Linked DNA regions of Zea mays: all the other regions are linked to region 2. The links are chromatin contacts, called in public Hi-C maps. All regions are on one chromosome and are shown on one strand. Each heading gives the region's core, a stretch centred on a gene start, on an enhancer-like site or on the middle of the called end of the contact. The rest is flanking DNA. Distances are from core to core; before and after follow the strand shown. Region 1 has its middle 45 kb from the start of LOC100193383. Region 2 holds the start of LOC100272551 (BLH14). Region 3 has its middle 65 kb from the start of LOC100193383.

What was found. Hi-C and Micro-C count contacts between places; a contact is called where the count stands out from the background.
Region 1: a Hi-C map of leaf shows a contact between it and region 2, with 2.2 times the contacts expected there. The contact joins the enhancer-like site here to the promoter of LOC100272551 in region 2. A contact is called at or near these places in 3 of 25 Hi-C or Micro-C datasets (ear and leaf).
Region 3: a contact with region 2 is called in a Hi-C map of tassel, with 2.0 times the contacts expected there. The contact joins the enhancer-like site here to the promoter of LOC100272551 in region 2. A contact is called at or near these places in 12 of 25 Hi-C or Micro-C datasets (bundle sheath, ear, leaf and 4 more).

Annotation. Positions count from the first base shown.
Region 1 is chr6:162,096,650-162,099,962 of Zm-B73-REFERENCE-NAM-5.0, forward strand. No RefSeq gene overlaps it. Among protein-coding and RNA genes, the nearest start is that of LOC100193383, 45 kb to the left of the region's middle. Within about 2 kb of position 1,417, at least 19 of the 20 cell types and tissues checked have an H3K27ac peak or open chromatin away from gene starts, as enhancers often do. A contact at or near this core is called in ear and leaf, where this site is marked.
Region 2 is chr6:162,208,812-162,212,378 of Zm-B73-REFERENCE-NAM-5.0, forward strand. It overlaps LOC100272551 (BLH14), which reads left to right and starts at 1,297. Exons shown (of 4, transcript NM_001399131.1): 1 at 1,297-2,424; 2 at 3,240-3,567. The coding sequence starts at 1,765.
Region 3 is chr6:162,116,165-162,119,430 of Zm-B73-REFERENCE-NAM-5.0, forward strand. No RefSeq gene overlaps it. Among protein-coding and RNA genes, the nearest start is that of LOC100193383, 65 kb to the left of the region's middle. Within about 2 kb of position 1,392, at least 16 of the 20 cell types and tissues checked have an H3K27ac peak or open chromatin away from gene starts, as enhancers often do. A contact at or near this core is called in ear, root tip, seedling and 1 more, where this site is marked.

The sequences.
Region 1 (3,313 bases), core at 167-2,666, 110 kb before region 2:
CCTTCGCGCTCGCCCTCGCGCTCGACCCATCTGGGCTGGGGCACGCGGCGACACTCACTCGTCGGCCCAGGGACCCCTCGGTCTCGAAACGCCGACACTATTGTTGATTTTTTGGCACTCTAGCACGATGAATCATGCAAAACCATGACCACCATGCCATCTAGGTGATACCAATCACTAATGTAGGGAACCGTGACACTTGAGGTGTTAAATTTTAGGCAATCTGATATCTTCCTAATACATGGCCTCTATTTTTTTCCCATAGTCAAACAATTTGCAACGGGTCATGAATGGTTCATATATGAGTTTCTGTAGTATGTAGGTAATGAATCCCAAAACGTGCGGCCAGGTGCAGATGTTTTTTGGTTCTAAATTATAAGTTAACATCGAATTTATTATGTATCTACAAATGTACTACATTTAGATGCATTACAAGTTTATTGTATTACAAAAATCAAAACGATCTAGTACAATTTAAATTGGAGGAAATGTATGAAGCTCGCTTATACTAAATCATGAGGATAAGCCATAAACAATGTTACTATCGGTTGGATAATCTAATCTTTCTACGTGTGCAGTGAGTTTCGTTTTAATCCACTCTGCATACATTACACATGCACGAGAGAAGATCTGAGTCCGAAAGAAAGAGAGGGAGAAGAAGCTTCGGTCGACAAAGCATCAGGCAAAAGATGCCGCTTTTACTACTTTCTATCAGGGAACCGGGATCCAGCAGGCTGCAAACCAATCCACCTGCGGCAGCATTGGCCAGTTGCTGGCACTTGACTCGCAGTTTCTACAGGCTGCATTAGACCAACTCCAGCAACACTCCCCATCCCACTCCGCATTCGCATTATACACGCTCTGAGTCACTATTTCGCTCTCCAGTAGCCTCCGCATCCGTCTTCGCAAAACAGACGTCGTGTACCTGCACTCCCCTTTTCCACGGTTTCTCTCTCCTCTCCGCACAAGACTGCATGCGCCACCTCCTGCTCGTGGGCCCCAGATGTCATAGACTGCATGCGGAGTGCAAATACGGAGTCTGCTGGAAACGGGGACGGATACGGAGAGGAGAGAGAAACTGTTGTCCGTGCTAAATACGGATACAGAGAGGGAGTCTGTTGGAGTTGGTCTTAGCATTACAACCGGGGCCGGCCGTCGACAAGCTCCACCACGACCACGAGCACCATATCTCCGGCGGGGATCTACGGCGCGCCTGACCTCCGGCAGCATCGACGCAACGGCGGCGGCATCTTTGATCCGGCCAAATGCAAAGGCTTTTCCGCAATTGGGACCGAACCATTCGCCGGATAGACTCGCACTGCTTCCCAAGATATTAGCGTGACAAGTGGAGGGGGTGGATCCCCATCCCCCTGGCCAGACCCAGAAGCACTGCTTGGAGATGCGCTTACGCACGCACTGCTTGAGACCATCCTTATCTCGTCATCGTTGCTTGCCCAGTAGCAGGAGGAGGGAGCCCACAGCCCACGGCGACTCTGCATCCGGCGGCCTCTTCTTTTTATCCGTTTGACGTCAAAGGCGACCGCAGGCAGAGGGGATGATGAACATGAACCTAGTCCTAGTGTAGTGGGTGGCGACTGCCGACTGCTGCCGAGAAGGAAAAGGCGTCTGCTAGATTTGGATTCAGAGAACGGTCGATCCGTCTCTATCCTCCCCGTGCGGGAGTCTGACACGGTGACATGGACAGGCTAGGCTACTGAGAGATTACGAGCATCGATAGATACGGCAAGAGCAAATCTCACTGGATACAGCAGGTCCGGCTCGGCTGGTTGAATTAAGGATAAGCTAATTAATGGGCCGAGCCGTTGTTCCGCCTACGCGCGCGGTGCGGTGCGGCGCCGTAGGGTGGTTGGGCGTTGGCCGCTGACGCGCGGCGCGCGTCCCTGTCGGCGTCACCGAGGATAAGCTGAGCGCAAGCGCACGAGCACGAGCACGGCACGGCACGGCATTGGAGCGGCGCGCCGAAGAGTTGGCCGGGCGTCTCGTCGCTGCCTGCGTGCGTGGGCGTGGCGTGGCGACGACGGGGACGGGATGGGAGGCGCGTCCCTTGGCGGCGCGAGGGGCTGGGACTGGGAGCCCGAGACGAGATGGCAAAAGATCGTCGGCAACCGGTGGAGTCGGGTGAGGATTCAGTGAACTTTGGGACGCCAGTTGGTCGTGCCCAAATGGTATGTTGCGCCCGTAGTTCCCATAGGTGGTAGGTCTGTTACTGGTACTGGACCCGATTCAACAAGTGTACAAAAGCGGCCGAGATCCATAAAAATCGGTAAGGAATACTTTAAAAAGTTAAATGGACTAATACCAAACATATTGATGTTTATGTTCTCTTATAATAAATAATAAGATAGGATCCTCAGCCTAAAAAGTTAAATGGACTGATACCAAACGTTGCTGTGGATACAATCTACAACTAACCCTCCATCAACCTGATAGATCCTCAGCCTTGCCCCCCCCCCCCCCCCCTATATAATAGGCTTTGTTTTTATTGGCTAAATCAAGAAGCACAATATGTTGTTCTTGAATTCGCTCTAAACCCAAAGTTTAACGAGTCTGTTCAATCTAAATTAAATTCTCACCGCTAGATACATGTTGTAAATTAGTTTATATGACTAGTTGATGTTTATACATTGATTGTGTTAAACGGGCTAGTAGTAGATGTTATTTTAATCAAGTTAGTTCGTGAAAAAAAATATCACGGTGGCGACACGTGCCCGCTTGCGTGTCACATGCTCCTGCGCTCGCCCGTTGGACACACTATTGTGCTCATCGCCAGGACACACAAAACCTAGTGGTTGTCATGTAAAATTTTTTATCTTAGCATTATTGGAACACTGATGTATCTTGTGAATTGCACTAGACCAAATATTGCATTCACAATGAGTTTTCCTAACTAGACATTGTGCGACCAAACCAGAAAATATTAGACAGGGATAAGACTATACTAAGATACCTTAATGACACTCAAGATCTTGGATTGGTTGTCTTAAAGAATTAGGGTAAACCTTTGGTGGGGTTATACAGATGTTTGATATTTATTCGATATTTATAATGCTAGATCTCATACTAGCTTTGTGTGTTCTTAGTGGTGCTACTATTGTATCCTAGGGATTGAGCAAACAAACACTCTTAGCGACGTCTACCAACCACATATATAAAGTTGCGTGTGAATGTGCTTGTTATGGTGGTTGACCTATTACATGCAAAAGTTATGTGGTTTTGACACCATAAATACTCCCATAGTTATGTATGAAGATAATGCATCATGCATTGCATAAATTGGAAACATGGTATGTTA
Region 2 (3,567 bases), core at 47-2,546:
TTATTATTGTTATTTTTATTATTTAATGTTCATGATAAGATTATGGCGTTAACCGAAATATAGAGCTTAACTTGAGATAACCATGCTACCACAAGGGTGAAATGGGACACACTTGGTTTACTAATTAGGAAAGATAGTGTGAGTTAATCCTTTCCCAAAAGGGGCAAACGGGGTGGAGGAGTGCAGGTGTAGGGAGGTCGTCAGGTCGGAGTGTCTTTTTAGCTTTTCGAACGAGGAATTCCTATATCGCCTTCGGCCCGGAATCCATGGCGGGTTCTCTCGTCTAGTGGAACTTTGTAAAGGCCTTATAGTGCTACCCTGCCTCGTCTCCTCGGTAGAGATGAATGAGTTTCGAGACCCTTTGGCAATGGGTAACATAACTTATGGTAAAGACACACAACCTCTGCAGAGTGTAAAACTAGTATATCAGTCGTGCTCGTGGTCAAGAGCAACTCAGGACTCTCGCATGATTAACTTATGGAATTAAACTTAATCTGGCATATGCATCGCATTGTAAGATTTATTATCAATTGTGATCTCTTTATTTTATGGGTATGATATATGCCTATACTTAGTAACTGATAATAAAATTTTGACCAACTTATTAAAAGCAATGCTCGGTCTTACCCATTATTTATTGATTAGCCTTACATTATACATGAGCCCCACCATAAGTAAGCTCATACACATTATTCCCCACACTTGCGGAACAGGGAGGGGGTCTGGAGGCCAATGGCCCTGTTAGACGTGTCTGGGACCATGAGCCCATCTGCTCGGTTCTGAGTATGTGGTCATAGATAATCACTTGGGTATTCGTCCTTGACACAATTCAAAAGGGTACCCACATATAGGAATAGCCCGGGATAACCATATCCTCTAGTGTACTCTCTCACCCGTATAATTCTGATGAGCAATTAGGAATCGTCTAATTCTGATGAATAGTTAGGAATGGTTCCTTCCGATCTGTGACTTTAAACTAAATAAGTTTATCTAAGACCATCTCCAACAGCTTATTTATACTCATATTCATATTCAAACTACATTATATAAACGGTACAACATACAATATAAAACGATGTAAAATAATATTTTTAGTGATTATATAGTATATTGTATAATAGTTCATCTATATAGTCACTAAAAATATCTTTTATACTATTTTGCACGGTAAATTATATTGTTTATAAAGTATAGTGTAAATAAGGGACCTTTGCACTCTCTCCTCTCCTGGCCAGCGTCGTCTATAGTCTATACACGCTCTGACGCGCGCCCGCGGCCTCGCCCTAGCTCGCTTCGCGGCCTCGCGCCCTCCCCTCCGAGTCGCAGGGTCGCACGAGCAGACAATCACCAACACCCTTTCTGTCTTTCGCTTTCACTGCTCACCATTTCGCGTCCTTGCCTCGCCCTCTCGCCGTAGCGAGCAGCTCTTTTTCGTCTCCCTCCCTCATCTGCTACGCACCTTTGCAGAAAGAAAGGCGCCCGGAGGTAGGGGTAGAGGTAGAGCCCGAGAGCCCAACACCTCCACCAGCAGCAAAGCACCACCACCAGAGCCGAGCGCACAAAAGCGCGCGGCCGAGACGCGGGACAAAGCAACGGGCAGCCTGTACTGCCCGCTTCTAGCTGCAGCTACCCTCCAGTCCCAGTTCCAGCCCCGGCCAGGCGCTCGCAAAGTGCGGAGCCGCCCTCTCTTCGAGTCTTCGCTCGTGGTCTCTCTCTCCAGGTCGTGCAGTACGATCCATATCCCGGAGCTCTTGCGCGAGCGACATGTCCTCGGCGGCGGGCGGTGGATACGGGGCTGCGGGCGGCGCCGAGCACCAGCACCTGTTGCTGGGGCAGGCCTCGGGGCAGCTCTACCACGTGCCGCAGCACAGCCGCCGCGAGAAGCTGCGGTTCCCGCCCGACCCGGCCGACTCGCCCCCGCCCACTGCCTGGCCGGCGCCTCCACCCTTCTACTCCTACGCGTCCTCGTCGACGTCGTCCTACTCGCCGCATAGCCCAACGCTGGCGCACACGCAGCTAGTGGCGCACGCGCTACCTGCCGGCGCCGGGGCCCAAATCCCGAGCCAGAACTTTGCGCTCTCGCTCTCTTCGGCGTCCTCGAACCCTCCGCCCGCGCCGCGGAGGCAGCTCGCCGCGGGGGTAGCCGCTGGGCCGTACGGCCCGTTCACGGGCTACGCGGCCGTCCTCGGGCGGTCCAGGTTCCTGGGCCCCGCGCAGAAGCTACTCGAGGAGATCTGCGACGTGGGCGGACGGCCCCCGCACCTGGACCGGCGCTCCGACGACGAGGGTATGCTCGACATGGACGCGGCGGGGGGCGTGGACCACGAGATGGACGGCGGTGACTGCGCTACCGCTGAGGCGGTCGCCGTCTCGGGCGCCGAGCAGCAGTGGAGGAAGACAAGGCTCATCTCCCTCATGGATGACGTGAGTTAATCACTACGATCCGCCTCCCAGCTTCTTGATCCTTCAGCGAAAAGCACGTCTTTTCTGCTCTTGTTTCATGTCGCAATTATTTCTTCTTCGGCGAGAAGAATCTAACGAACACCGCTCATGGTCACGTCACGGAGCCTACATCTCGGTTGAATCTTTATTTACTGTTCTGGCACAGATTATTTCTTGTGCTTGCGATATGATGATAGTACATATGGATTGCGATTCGACCTCTTTCGGATATGTTGGTTCGGTTATTATATGCATCAAATCATTGTATTGCAAACGTTGGGAGGTTTCCATTCCCTTTCATTTTCCCTTGCGAAAACTAGGCAACTTGCTGTGAAGTTCTTGCTGAACAGAATTGCCCAGCAGATCAAAGCATGAAATTGGGACATCGAAATATATCAGGGTTCTCTAGTTTTGTCCCGAAGATTTTTCTTCTTCAAAATTGCTACCCGATAAGATTCCTGGAGTTTTTGTCTTCTTTCGAAAGGATGCCATATGCATCCGCGTAACCTGCAGCAGAAAGATTCTGTTTATCTACTCACTATCTTTTGCTAAAATAATTTCTGTTGTTCACGGTTGTAATTTCTCCATGCGAAGTACAATATTGTTCACGGTTGCATCCTGATTCCTTGAACATACATGCCTTTGGTGCAGTCTTGTCAAGCGGCAGGAAAATAAATTCTTGCTATGTCCTATGCTCAACTTCCTGAGTTTATTGGCTGCACTAAGTAGTTGTTAGTTAAGTTCTACATTTTGGGTGTGTTCTACATTTAGACTCTTTGAGTACACGAACCTTGCAGGTCTGCAGGCGATACAAGCAGTACTACCAGCAGCTGCAATCCGTGATCTCCTCGTTCGAGACTGTTGCAGGGCTGAGCAACGCGGCCCCCTTCGCTTTCATGGCTCTTCGGACGATGTCGAAGCACTTCAAGTGTCTGAAGGGGATGGTGATGAGCCAGCTACGGAACACGAGCAAGGTCATCGCCAACCATGGGATTATTGCCAAGGACGATATGGCGAACTTCGCGCTCATGGGTGGTGGAGCAGGCCTCCTGAGGGGAAACAGCGTGAACGCGTTCAGCCAGCCTCACAACATTTGGAGGCCTCAAAGAGGGCTTCCTGAGCGTG
Region 3 (3,266 bases), core at 142-2,641, 93 kb before region 2:
CTCCTCTGGCAAATACAGCTGCCGGATAGTATACTTTGGAAGTTTCTCCAAAATAATTGCTTCCTAGTTTATGACACAGATAGCTGCATTTTTATACGAATTCCTGGCAAACCAGTGTTTCATGGCATAGAAGTTCTGAGCGTCAGTTAGGATATGAAAAGCAAAGTAGCTTGGCTCCTGAAAAACAAAAAAATATCTAGATGAATAAACAAATCAGTCAAAAAACAAAAAAACAGGATGAGAAATAAATTTGGACGGACAAATCAGCGACATAAACAAAAAATCTGGACAACAAAAAACAAATCAGTGACAAAGACAAAAAAGAACACCCACCGTGGGGCTCGAACCCACAACCACAAAGTTAAAAGCCTTACGCTCTACCAACTGAACTAGACGACCTTTGTGTACAGAATCAAGCTCGGCGCCAAGATTGGTATCACGTCGGCGCCACGTTGTCCGTTTGGGCCAGCGCAGCACCTACCTCGGCGCCATAGCCTATGACGCCGAGCAAAGGGTCCAAAAATGACATTAAAATTTTCTAGGGTCCAAACGTGATATTGTTTTCGATGTAGGGTTAAAATGCAAAAAAATCGGTTCGTTCGGCAGCTCCGTGTCCGAGCTCAACCTGCAGACCGACAGCGGGCAGGCAGGAACAGAACAGGGCGGCGAGGAATTGAGGGCGGATGCGGCGATACCGAAAACCGCTGTGCGAGTGCGACCACCAGCCAGCCCACCATGCACCTCGTAGTTATCGCCAAAAAAGACAAGGCAGCTGACAGGACATGGGCTGGGTTGGCCTCACCCGGAGGAAACGAAGCATCACGTCTACTCCTCGTCTCCTCCTTGACGACGCGTCTCGACCGGGTGCGACACCTTCGCACAGATTTTTACTACTATTACAGCATCGCGGCCGCGGATGGATGGATGGATTGCTGCCATTTCCTGTTGCATTTGCACATGCTCGTGGACGGTTGCTTGCTCGCTCGCTCGCTCGCAGCGCAGTCTCTCGCCGAGGAGATTCGAAAAAGGCCCGCCCGCCGCACGAACACAGACGGTGCCTGCACTGTTACTGCAGCGGTCGTGTATACTCTCGTGAAGCCATGCATGGAGGATTTTGAAAGGCCCGAAGAAGTACAGTATGTTAATTTTGCCCACCCCACCCCGCCTGACCCGAATGCGAGTGTTGACCGTTGACGAACAGACGAACACTGCTCCATGGACTTGGACTGTTGGAGGAGTGACCATGCATTGCATTTGCATAAAAGTTCGATCCAATCCACACAGCCAGTGACGCGGTGACACGGAGGCACGTACCACGGTACCAGCGCCAGCAGTACAGGCAGAGGTGACGCTAGATACGTACCTGGCTGTACCGTAGCCATACGTCTGAGAGGTCACGCTAGATACGTACCAGTACCGCAGGCCGCAGCACAGCACAGCGCGGCAGAGGACCAGAGATAAACGTCGTACTACGAGGGCCGCGCCCTGGAACTGACGGATCGTAGTATCCTTTCCCTGGGAGGGAGAGCACCGGGCTGGCACATGAATGCGACAAACGGAGCCGGCTCAGGAACAAAAGAAAATGGCGTCTCAGATCGGCGCTAGCTGCTATTGCGAGACACAGTAAAAAAAAGCAAAGAGGAGACCTTCGGTGTTGACAGATCCTTCGGTCTTGCAGTACACGCAGAAACAAAATGAAATGCCACACGAAAAGGTATAGAGGAGCGGGAGCTCTGTATTTCAGATCCAGCGACTGTTGGGGTTACCAATGGCAACAGGCAACATTTTTTTTTTCTCTCAGTCGTGTTCGTTACTCATCAACAACGCAACAACAATGACACTGTCTTCACGGTATCCACACGCGCGGTGATAAAAACGCTACGATGTCAGCTTGTAAGCAGCACACAGTAGGGAGAGGAGTGACGACGACGGCTTGGGTGTATGCTACGATGTTACACTGTCTTCACGGTAACTGGCAACATCTATACTATAAAAAATACGATTAATGAATAATCTTATGAGATTTATTTGATACCATAAATCTGATTGTTTTATTGTATAAATCCGATCAAACTTAAGACGTTTTTATTTAAAAAAACAGGGATGCATTTTAATTTGGTAAAGGGAGTAAAAAACATCAGTTATGGACGAGCGAGAAAATTTTGTGCACATGATGCTGCAATGCAAAAATATACAAATGTCAGTAGTATCAAGTAGGTGTTGTCTGGTAGTAGTTGGCTCCCCCCTCCAAAAAAAAACTCCTTCCATCTCATGACTCATGGACAGTGCACAAACTCTCAAGTAACGGGACCCAGGCTCCATGCTTGCCTCCGTTCTGGCTCAGGTACACTGTCACCCCGGTCACACCCACCCCAATCGGTGATCCATCGATTAACCATTAAAGCCGATGATCACACTGGGACCCCGCGCCCATGCATGCACACTGCACAAACACACGCCGAGACACGGACACGGACACGGCAGTGCGTGGCCTGCCATGCCTGCCTCGGAGGTCGCGTCATGGGCTCGACCGGAAACTCGGGCTCCTCTGCTCCACGCGACCACGCCTCTCTCTCTCTCTCTCTCTCTCTCTCTCTCTCTCTCTCTCTCTCTCTCTCTCAGAGATCTTGGTCGACGTCCGTCGTCGTCGCAGCAGCGCCACGGTGGTGATCATTCTACGCCGCCCGAACAAACGTGTGTGCCGGCGCCAGGCTCCCCCTCGTGGCGGTGTCTACATGCTGTCTCTGTCTCTGACCGCCACTAACTCGGCGGGCCCTTTCCCTCTCTGCCACGAGCCCACGAGGAAGGAAGGCGCCAATGGCCGCCGGCCTGGCTGTGGGAGTGGGACAGGGAAAACACAGGGCGACCCCGCCGGCCGCTGTGCATGCGCTCATGGGGCTCATGGCCGGACGGACGCTGCGTCGCTGCGTGCGACAGCGTCCCCCTGTGAGGCTAGAGTAGACTAGAGTGACTGCGACCGCCCGAGCGCCGCTCCGGCCAATGCGCGCGCACGGTGGTGCGTGCAGTGCCAGTAGCATGCAGCCAGCTAGCGCTAGCGCTGCGCGACGTCCGTGACCGGCCGGCCGGTCGCTGAGGCACGGGCGGTGGTGCGCCGGGAAGACAGATAGACACCAAGATCTACCGCTCAGCACAGTCTGCGCTTGTGGGCGTTCAGGCTCAATGACCCGATAGCTTGGATCGACAGCACACACAGCCAAGGATCGACAAATGACCAAACACTCCGCCGTACCGTACGTTCGGGTTCC